Linked DNA regions of Bos taurus: region 1 is linked to region 2. A link is a contact called in public Hi-C data. All regions are on one chromosome and are shown on one strand. Each heading gives the region's core, a stretch centred on a gene start, on an enhancer-like site or on the middle of the called end of the contact. The rest is flanking DNA. Distances are from core to core; before and after follow the strand shown. Region 1 overlaps UBAP1L (ubiquitin associated protein 1 like). Region 2 holds the start of SLC51B (solute carrier family 51 subunit beta).

Region 1 (5,542 bases), core at 2,908-5,407, 72 kb before region 2:
TGGCTGTGAGTGGCACAGCCAGGATTCCAACATGAGCATCAGTCCCTAAAGCCCACGTCCACATCCTGCACCTACTGCTTTCCTGAGGAGCCTCAGCAAGTCTGTGTTTTGTTGTTTCATCATAGTTTTCCTTTAATTAGAGTTGATTTCCTTTTTGTCAGTTAAATTTTTTAGAAAGAATATATATATGTGTGTGTGTGTGTGTGTGTGTGTGTGTGTGTGTGTGTGTGTGTGTATAGAGCAAGGGTCAACAAACATTTTCTGTAAAGGGCCAGATAGTAAAAAGTAGCAATCACTCCACACTATTATTGTAGGGAGAAAGGGCCATAGACATTACATAAAGGAGTGAGTGAGTACGGCTGTGTTCCAATAACACTTTATTTAAAAAACAAGGTTTGAGGTCAGTTTGACTCCCAGGCAGTTTGCCTGTCTTAAGAGAGTAAAAAGCCTTCCATTGACACTTCCTTATCTGTCCTGTCCCCACCTGCCCTGGTAACTTCTGTTACTTGTATTTTAAAATGTATTCTTCTATAGATTCTTATATGTGTACATACAAGCAAATACAGCTATTTCCTCCTTTTTCACACCAAAGGTAGCATTTTCTATACATTATTCTTCTGGATTTTTTTCACTTAACATATTTGAAGACTTTCCATATCAATACACAGAATGCTTCTTCAGTTTGTTTTTCACTGCATGGTATTGTATTATATGGATATATTGTACTTTACTGAATGAATCCCCTCTTGATGGACACTTAGGCTCTTCCCAGTCTTTTGCCATTACAAGCAATGCCGCAGGGAAAGACTATATGAATTAAATCATATTGCCAAATTGCTCTCCATAAGGGTTATACTGTTTAACATCCAACCAGCACCCTACAAGGGCTTCCCAGGTGGCACTGCTAGTGGTTAAGAACCCACCTGCCAATGCAGGAGACGTAAGAGATGCAGGTTCGATCCCTGGGTCAGGAAGATCCCCTGGAGATCTTGCATGGCAACCTACTCCAGTGTTCTTGCCTGGAGGATCCCATCGACAGAGGAGCCTGGTGGGCTGTGGCCCAGAGGGTCAGAAAGAGTTGGACACAACTGAAGTGACTTTAGCATGCACAGCACTCTACAAATGGGCTTATACCTTAGCTGCAATTCTCAACAAAGGAGTCATCAGATGTTGCATCTTTGCTGAGGGATAGGCAAATGGTATCTCAGTATAGTTTTATTTTCCTTTCTCTTATTGTGAGTGAGACTGAGCAGCTTTTCATGTGTTTAAGAGCCATCTGTAGTTCCTTTTCTGTGGACTGTTCATATCTTTTCGTTTGTTTCCCTGTTGGGCTGTCGGTCCTTTCTTACCTATTTCTAGGCACTCCTGTGTCTGTGCTATCAGTGCTGTTTTCCCGCTGGTTTGTTATTTGCCTTTGACCTTGCTTGTGGGGTGTATTTGCCATGCAGATTTTCACTTGTGCATGTGTGTACTTTCACAGCTTCTCAGTTTCAATTCAGAGTGAGCAATGTTTTCCCTACTTGAGATTATAAAGGATTTCTCTCCTCTTTTCTGCTAGTACTTTTATAAGTTTCATTTCGAATAACTGAATCTTTGATCCTTTTGGAATTTCCCCTTGTGTATGATGCGAGAATGGATCCAACTTTATTTTCTTTCCACTAACATCATTTATTGACCAGTCCCTCTTTTTTCCCATTGCTTGAGATGCCACCTTATTATCTACTAAAGTCCCACAGATAACGTCCATTTCTGGACCTTCTGTTCTCTACCTTTAGGCTCTCTGTGCAGTATCTTACTTCAATTATTGAGGTTTTATAATATATATTAGCAGCTGGTAGAGCCAGTCCCCTTTATTTCTCTTTTTGTCCCCAAAGGTTTTTAGGCTATTCTTTTTTTTTGGTGTGCATTGGCGGGGGGGGGGGGGGGGCGCTGTACTGGGTCTTCGTTGCTGTACAGGTTTTTCTCTAGTTGCCGTGGCAGGCTTCTCATTGCAGCGGTTTCTCTTGTTGCAGAGCACAGGCTCTAGGGTGTGTAAGCTTCAGTACTTGCGGCCTGTGGGCTCAGTAGTTGTGGTGCACAGGCTTCGTTGCTCCATGGCACGTGGGATCTTCCTGGACCAGGAATCGAACCTGTGTCTCCTGCATTGGCAGGTGGATTCTTTACCACTGAGTCACCATGGAAGCCCTTGGCTATTATTTGTTTATTTTTCATATGAACTTTAGAATCATCTTGCTTAGGTTCCACAAATCACAAGTGCTTGTATTTTTATTGGGTCTTTGGATCCTTTTATCCCCTAAGTTCCACTGTCTGTTTCATTATCTCTCAGTCTCTTTCCCTCCATGACGGTCTCCTCAGCTCTGAAGTGGTCCTTTTACCTCCTCTCTCCTTCCCAACCCACACATTTTGCTCCAGTCTCTTTTTCTAATCATTTATTCTGTACACTCTTACAAATATCCCCTTGGAACCAGAACTGCCCTGGGCCCCAAGAACAGAGAGAAATAAGATACACTCCCTGACCTCAGTCGGGGAACCACACTTAGAACAGCTAAGTTCTGTTCCTCTCCCCAACTTAGGGTCATGTCAGGAGTTGGGTGAGGGGAGAGGCAGTTCCTGTCTGCCTTTCTGCCTCCCACATCCGCCCCCCACCCCCACTCCCCCAGGCTTACCTGGCCATCACAGAGCACTGAAGTTGCCTTTTAAGAATATTTATATTTTTTAATGGAGTTTTATATTTCCAGTTCTTAATTTTAATAGTAGTTAACGGGAATATTTTATTTTTGCTTCACATAAACGCTTAATTTAAATTATTTATGTGGGCTCCACATTTAGTTTTTAGGTGGCTTGATCAGTCAGATGGACAGGAATCCCAGCTCATCTACTCACCACTGATCTGACCTTGAGCAAACTAAATTTCCTGAGCCTCCTTTTGAAAATATGGAATTGGGAATAACATTAGGACCAACTAAGTAGAGTTCAGGAAAAAAAAAAAAAAAAAGAAGATTTTTCCATTTCCTGGGCCCCCAAGTAAGCTGGAAGGCAGCACATGGGATGGGGCAAGTACTACTTCACGCAAAGGTTTGTGTGTCTGGGCCAGCCTCCAAGGTCAGCTGCTCAGTGGCAAATGGTGCTGAGCTCAAGTGAAAGCTTCTTGGTGAAGGAAAAGTTTTGCTGAAATTAAAAAAAAATTTTTTTTGGCAGCACTGGGTCTTTGTTGGGTCGTGTGTGGGCTCTCTGTTTGCTGCATGCATGGGCTCTCTAGTGGTGCAGGCTCTGCAGTCTGTGGGCTCAGTAGTTGTGGGTGCCCTGGCTTCTCGAGTTGTGGTGAAGAGGCTGAGTTGCCCCCACTGGCACGTGGGATCCTACTTCTCCCACCAGGGATCTAACCCTCATCCCCTGCACTGGAAGGCAGATTCTCAATCTCGACCGCCAGAGAAGTCCCCTGGAGAAATTGTTTAGGCCACTGTTGTTCAATTATATGCTGAGTGGCAAAGGGACTTAGACTTTCATTCTATTAACCTATTCCTCACGTTGTCCTGTCTACAGAGTTTGCTATTAAATTGTTATTGACAGCCATCCACTCCAATGCTAGCTAAAACCGAGGGTGAGGGCGGCCTGCGATGAATGGCTGGGGCTTAGAATCAGAAGCTGTCTAGGCCTGGAGAGTCTGGCTGAACAGGTTCCCTGGGGGGCAGGAGGTAGGAGTGTGCTCTCAGACCCTGGTTTGCCTGGTAGAGCCTCCCCTGGTCTTGTCTCCGCAGCACGACTTCAGCCTGGAGAGGAGGACACTCTTCTGGGTGGAGGCTGTCATACGGGGACCCTGCCCAGTCCAATGCGATGCTCCGGGGGCAGCTTCCGCCCCTCCTGCCTGGCTCTTGCTGGCCAGCCCCGAGCAAGGGCTGGAACCCGTGCCTGCCGCAGTTGAACATCCGGAGGCCGGATCCCAGGAGCAACCTGAGGAGGAGGAGGAGGAAGAGGAGGACCAGGATGAGGAAGCAGCCTCGTCTGCCGCGGAGGAAGAGCCGGAGCCAAGCCCCCAGCCCAGCTCCGCGGCGAGCCCCCGCCTGGGCCAACAGCGGTGCTCGCTGGACGTGCTGCGCGGCGTGAGGTCGGAGCTGGCTGGAGCCGGGCGGCGGCTCTCCGAGGGCAGGCTCGCCTCCCACCCCCGCAGCCTCCTTCACCGCCTCCGCCACCGAGCTCTGAGCCTCTGCCCCGGCCCCGCGCCGCCCCTGGGCCCGGCGCCTCCACCCCTCAGTGCTCCCACGCAGAACCCGCCGTCCCCTGTCTCCGAGGCCTCTCTCCCTAGCACCCGCACGCCACCCTTGGGCCCCAAGCCGTCGCCCCCAGCACCCTCAAGCTGCCCCCGCGGCCTTCCACGGCCGGCGCCATGCCCCCGCTGCGGAGCCACAAGCCCACAGTTGCGGTAAGGAAACTGTCCCCTTGGCCAAGGCCACAGCTTAGCAGCGAGACCCCCACATCTGGGTCCCCTGCCTGGTTGGACACTCCTCCCTACCAGCTCTCACCTGGCCCTGTACCATGCTGTCCTTCCTGCAGCCCTGTGCCTAGAGTATTCCCTGCTTCGAGGTCCCCTTCCTTGTTTCTTGCTGTGTCTCCTTCTTTGCTTCTATTAGGGCACCTGTTAGGATAATTGTAATTACCCAGTATGCGTCTCTTCCAATGGAATATGACTTCTCTTAGGGCAGTGATTGGATTGCATTTGTTTCCAGAGCACCCAGAGCACACTTGGCCCCCAGGGGGAGCTCAGTGAATGTCTGTTGAATCAATGAATGTGGCTCAGATCTAGGGCTTCCCACTGTTCAAGGATTGGGTGAGTTCAATCAAGGAATATTCACAGCGCAGTTACTTCTTGCAAGAGACTGGATTGGAAGAGACAAAGTCAAAAGCATGAGACGAGGAGATTGGCAAGGAAGAGTGAGATACGGCAACACTGCCCGGTGGGAGGGGTCAGGTCCTGAGGGGGAGGTGAAGGCTGCTGCAGGCTGGGGTGGCTTCAGGACAAAGGATGTGCACCAAGAACTGGGAGCAGATGTGAACGCACAGTGAAACCAGTAAAGCTGGAGCTTCTGGCTTAGCTCCTCCCAAGGCTTTGAGCAAGTGTGCTCAGTTGCTCAGTCGTCCTTCTTTGGGACCCCCCTGGACTGTAGCCCGGGGCCTCCCAGGTGGCGCTAGTGGTAAAGAAAACGCCTGAGATGTAAGAGACATGGGTTCTATCCCTGGTTCCGGATGATCCCCTGGAAGAAGGTATAGCAACCTGCTCCAGTATTCTTGCCTGGAGAATCCCATGGACAGAGGAGCCTGGCGGGCTACAGTTCATAGGGTTGCAAAGAGTTGGACACCTCTTAGCATGCATGCGTGCACGGACTGTAGCCTGCCAATCTCCTCTGTCCGTGGGTTTAATCCCGACAGGAATATTGGAGTGGGTTGCCATTTCCTCCTCCAGGGGCTCTTCCTGACCCAAGGATCAAACCTGAGTCTCCTGCGGCTCCTCAATTGGCAGGAGCATTCTTCACCACTGAGCCTGGAA
Region 2 (5,920 bases), core at 2,387-4,886:
AACACCACTTGACATCTATTAGACTGGCGTAGTTTGGAAGGTGGATAATGCCAGGTGTTGGTGTGGTTCTGGGGCTGTAGCCTTATGCACTGCCAGGGTGTGTAGACTGGGGCAGCCATCTAGAGAGCACATTAGTCAAAGTAAGTGTACACATGATCCAGCAGTTCTTCTCCTGAGTGTATTCATATCCTGAAAGTATCCCCAAGGATCATAAGGGAGCATGCAACACCATTTATGAAAATTCAAAATACATGCATACAAAACAACAATACACATTTTACAAAGACATATTTTTAAAAAGAGACATTCAACACATTAGATAATTATCTCTGGTGCGGGGATGGGCATGGGAGGGAGAGGGGAGGAAAAGGGGTCAGAAGTGGAGATCAAAGTAAAGGGTTTTGAACAAACCAATCATGAAAACATGTCATAGGGCTAAGAGGACAACAAGGCAAAGAGAGGCCAGAGGCCATCTCAGAATCCCCCCAACTCTTGATGTCCAATCCAAAATAGCCTTTGCAGGCTCAGCCAGGAACATCCAAAAACAACTGGATGGCAAGCAGCCAAACAAAAAAACAAGGTACTAATAAAAAGACTGACGTCAGAGTTTTCTCCAACTCTAAATGCTCTGAGAAAACTGAACAAACATCTACAGATTTTGAAGGAAAATATTTTGATACAAATATAATACTGAGCCAAGTTTTCCATATATGAGTCATCATTCACATGCCAAGGGCTTCCTGGGTGGCTCAGTAGTGAAGAATCTGCCTGTAATGCAGGAGATGCGGATCTGATCCCTGGGTCAGGAAGATCCCCTGGAGAAGGAAATGGCAACCCATTCCAGTATTCTTGTCTGGGAAATTCCATGGACAGAGGAGCCTGGAGGGCTACAGTCCATGGGGCACAAGAGTCGGATACAACTTAGCAACGAAACCATCACTACACTACTAATGTGCCAAGACAGAGATGGAAGTCAGGGAAAAAGAAAGATTTTTTTTTTTTAAAGAGTTTCACAGACTCAGATGCCCACTACCTACTTACGAATTTGAAGGATATATATATATATATATATACACTGAATAATGGAAAGACAAATTACAGGGATGGCCAATCGATGTGATCTTGTGTTCCAGCTCCAACTTCTCCAGAGCACTTGTTAAGGGTTGTGATCTTCTGTCTAGTCTCAGATGCAGGAATACCTGGATTAATTGGTAATATTGGCCACAGACCCTTGTTGCATATGCGGAACATGCACCCCCTCCCCCGATATACACCCACAGAGAAAAGAACACGGAGGTCGAGATGTCAACACCAGCTCCCTCTAGGGAAGTGGGCTGGGGTGTAGACCCATGGGACATCCACTTTGAACACTTCTGTACTGTATACCGGAGAAGGCAATGGCACCCCACTCCAGTACTCTTGCCTGGAAAATCCCATGGACAGAGGAACCTGGTAGGCTGTGGTCCTTGGGGTCGCTAAGAGTCGGACATGACTGAGCGACTTCACTTTCACTTTTCACTTTCATGCATTGGAGAAGGAAATGGCAACCCACTCCAATGTTCTTGCGTGGAGAATCCCAGGGTGGGGGGAGCCTGGTTTGCTGCCATCTCAGGGGTCGCACAGAGTCGGACGCGACTGAAGCGACTTAGCAGCAGCAGTACTGTATACATTTCTCCTGAGTACCTACTACCTTTGTGAAAATGATACATGTAATTACATTTTTAAATGTATATATTTTGTATGTATATTCTAAAAACACATATTTTGTATATTTGTGTGTATTTTAAATGTATGCAAATATTAGCCAAAGAAATTGAAAACACCAATTCAAATGATACATTCACTCCGATGTTCATCGTAGCATTATTTACAATAGTCAAGATATGGAAGCCACCTAAATGTCCATTGACAGATATGGATAAAGATGTGGTACACCTGTACAATGGACTCAGTCATAAAAAAGAATGAAATCTTGCCATTTGCAACAGCATGGATGACTTGGAGGTATGAGGCTAAGTGAAATAAGTCAGGCAAAGAAAGACAAATACTGTATGGTGTCACTTATATATGGAATCTAAAAAACAAACTAGTGACTATAACAGAAAAGAAAGAGACTCACAGATACATAGAGAACAAACTAGTGGTTACTAGTGGGAAGAAGGCAAGGGAGGGACAAGAGGGGGTAGGGGATTCAGAGATACAGACTACTGTGTATAAAATAAAGAAGCTACAAGGATATATTGTACAGCACAAGGAATGCAGGCAATAGTTTATAATAACTATAAACAGAGTATAACATTTCAGAACTGTGAATCGCTATGTTATATGCCTGAAACATATAATATTGAAATCAACTATACCTCAATTAAAAAAAAAGTATGTATCAATTGTATTTATACCTTTCTGGACCAAAATTCCAATTTTGGATGTTAAATTAGTGGAACTAATCAACATGTCAGTTCTTTCCAATGTGATCTAAAGATACAGGCAGCCCAAATCAAAATCCCAGCAAGTTATTTTATGGATATTGACAAACTGAATTTCAAGTTTATAAGGAGAAGCAAAAGGCCCAGGATACTCAACACAGGATTGAAGGAGAAGAACAAAGTTAGAGCACTGATGCTACCCAACTTCCAGACTCACTTTAAAACTCCAGTAATCAAGACAGTGTGGTACTGGAACTAATCAAAAAATGTACACATCTGCATGTGGACTGATGCCCACAGTGGAATGTATGTTTTTAAACATGCATAGTATTGTTATAATAAAAATATAGCAACACATGAAACAAAATGATAAGATGGATACACGTTGGCCCTCTCTATGTTAATGCTACAGAAACAAAGGCCACATTCCCCTCAAAGCACTTATCCAGTTTTTTCTACAGAGTATAGCAGTAATATCTCTGAATTTTTAAAAAATTATTAGCTAAATGTCATGATTTATTTGCATTTCACTTTTCTGTTATTGTCTTTTTCCTGCTTCTGGTTCCCATCCAAGATATCGTATTGCATTTAGTCGTCATGTGCTCTTAGGCCCCTCCAGGAGATTCCTGCTTTATTTATATTTTTATCTTTCTTTTTTATTTTTCTTTTGAACTTTTAATTTTGTATTGGCGTATAGCTGATTAACAATGTTGTGACGGTTTCAGGTGAACAGAGAAGGAACTCAGCCATACATATACATGTATCCACTCTCCCCCAAACATCCAGGCTGCCACATAACATTGAGCAGAGTTCCCTGTGCTATACAGTAGGGCTTTGTTGGTTATCCATTTAAACATAGCAGTGTGTACAGCGTCCATCCCAAACTCCCTAACGATCCCTCCCCTGGGCAACCATAAGTTCTGTTTTCTCAGTCTGTGAGTCTGTTTGTTTTGTAAGTAAGTTCATTTGTATCATTTCTTTTTAGATTCCACAGATAAGGGATATCACAGGGTATTTCTCCTTCTCTGTCTGACTTACTTCACTCAGTATGAGATGCCTGCATTTTAATCAGAGCTTAACCACCTGCCCCTGGACATGATTCCTGCCAAACACCTGGCACCCGCCACCCCATTCCCGCGGCAGGCTGAAGACACTCACCCTGGGTCCCGGGTTCCGAGGACTCGTCTGGTCTGCTGGCGGGAGCAGCACTGATTTCTCTCTTCCTCCTCCTCCTTTCAGGGGACACTGGTTGGTCTCTGCACCGGAGCTTCCCGCATAGCTGTCACCTGGGGGGCAGTGCGGCAGAGCCTGTGGCAGCCAGGCCCATTTGGGAGCTCTGCATTTAGCACACGCCCATGCCTGGAGCCTCCTTTGTCACTCCGGGGTGACTGACCTCTTGAATGAGTGGCCGCTGATGGCAAACAGGCTCCATCTGACTTTCACAGTCAGCAAGAACCAGGAGCCCGACACTTTCCTTCTTATCTGTTGGCCTCAGGTAACAGGAAAACATCCAAACCCTCCTGCCAGCCCAGAGGAACGGGCTGGGGAGGACCCTCTGTCCGGAGCGCCATCATTGCAGGGGGATGTGTGCTATGCCCACGCTGGGGCTCTATTTCCTGGTGTTAGCAATATTTAACCACCGAGCAGGGAGCCAAGGCTGGCCTTTTACAGCCTCTGCTTTCTCACAGCGAGGGTCATGGCCTCATGTGATATCCTCACAGGAAGCTATAAAATAAGACCTTTGGAGGGCTGGGGGTGGGGAGGCAAGACACGTGAGGCTGTGTGGGTGACCCAGAGAGGAGGAAGCAGGTCAGCGCTGTGTAGCAAGGGCTTGGTGGGGAGGTAGGAGCGAGGTGTCCCCCAGCCAAGCCAGACACATTCAATTCTGATCATCAGTGGGCTTTTCTACCTACCAGCTCCTTGCATCTCCAAAAATCCTTAGAGCTGGCTTAGCAAAGAGTAGGGTTCCCATTTCCCACATGACAAAAGAGGTTGAAAGAAGTCACATGACAGGTGCAAGCTCCTCTACGAGTTAATACTGGCCAGCGGTGTGGACAACAGAGAAAAGGAGGTGCAATGGGGACCTAGGGCCTGAATGGAACTCCAGCTCCTCCTCATTCCGTCACTCATTCATTCAATAAATATTACTCGAACACCTACTGTGGACACAAGGTAAGCAAGACAGGCAAGGTATCTAGTCTCCTGAAGCTCATACTCTAGGGGACAGACAGCCCACAAAAAAGTAAGTAAAACAAATAATTTCAACTAGTGACAATTTCTGTGAATAATTTCAACAGCAAAATGATGCAGAAATAGATGGGGGCTGTGATTACTGAATTACGTTACTAAAAACTGAATGATGAAGAATTAACTATGCAAAGACTTGGGGCAGCAGGTGCAAAGGTGCTGAAGAAATAATGAAGTTCACGAGTCTGAGAAATGCACAACAAAGGGCAATGCAGCTGAAGCACAGAGGTGGTGGGAGGTGGCACAGTAGTTACAGGGTAGGCAGAAGCAGCTCATGCCACAAAACAGGATAAGGGATATGGATGTAGAGCGAAATCACTGGAGGGTGACATCCTTGGACTGACATTTATCCAGGATCAATTGGCCTGCTGGGTGGACAGTGGTTTGTCAGGGAGCAAGAGAGGCGATGGTAGCCTGTTGCATTCATCCAGGCAAGAGACAGTGGTGGTTTGGACCAGGTTAATGCAGCGGAGATGGTGAGAAGTGCTCAGGTTCAGGATGTATTTTGGAGAGAAAGGCAGCTCATAGATTTCAAAAAAAGGACCGCAATTCTAACTTTCTTAAGCACAAAAGGAATTTAAAAGGAATTCATTGGCTCGTATAATTGGGAAGAGCAGAGTGGAGTCGACCTTAGGGATAGCTGGAATCAGGAGCCTGAAGATCCTTCGCTCTTTCTCTCTCTTGGTCTCTCCCTGTTCTCTCTGGATATCACGTTCTTTCCTACAGGCAGGCCATCTCCTGGCAGCTGGACCAGACTGTGGGAAATCCAGGCTCACACTGTCACAGCCAGAGGGGGAAGGAATCTCTTTTCTTAACTCCAGTTTGACAATTCCTGGGACGGGACCCTAATTATCCAGGTCTGGGTCACAAACCCACATTTTGGATCAGTTATTGTGGTCAGGGGTGAAGTACTATGAATGCTGGCTCAAATCTCATGCCCACTGAGTAGCCAAGAGAGAAAGGCTGTGAGCTGGATGGGCATGTCAGTGTGGGTCCCTAAAGTGACCCTTGACCACAGTCATCTGAATCTGCCCTGGGGGCTGTCCCTGAGATTGTGTCCCCTTCAAGATGTGCCTTCCCCAGCCAAGGCTTTCCACTCTCCTGCCTGTGTCTCTTTACTTCCTCCTCTCATTCAATTCTTTCTGCTATAACTTATCCAATAACTATTATTCCATGTCTGCCCTGTGCCAGGATTTATGCTACTAATAAACAATCACAGGCATTGCCCCTGACCTCATGGAGACTAC

The links. A called contact is a pair of places that touch in the nucleus more often than the background predicts.
Region 1: a Hi-C map of liver shows a contact between it and region 2, with 2.9 times the contacts expected there. The contact joins the enhancer-like site here to the promoter of SLC51B in region 2. A contact is called at or near these places in 2 of 11 Hi-C or Micro-C datasets (liver and skeletal muscle).

The regions. Positions count from the first base shown.
Region 1 is chr10:12,054,441-12,059,982 of ARS-UCD2.0, reverse strand. It overlaps UBAP1L (ubiquitin associated protein 1 like), which reads left to right. Exons shown (of 6, transcript XM_059890759.1): 2 at 3,759-4,280; 3 at 4,355-4,420. Among named protein-coding and RNA genes, the nearest start is that of UBAP1L, 5.9 kb to the left of the region's middle. Within about 2 kb of position 4,157, at least 13 of the 102 cell types and tissues checked have an H3K27ac peak or open chromatin away from gene starts, as enhancers often do. A contact at or near this core is called in liver, where this site is marked.
Region 2 is chr10:11,981,070-11,986,989 of ARS-UCD2.0, reverse strand. SLC51B (solute carrier family 51 subunit beta) reads right to left here and starts at 3,636. Exons shown (of 4, transcript NM_001077867.2): 1 at 3,585-3,636.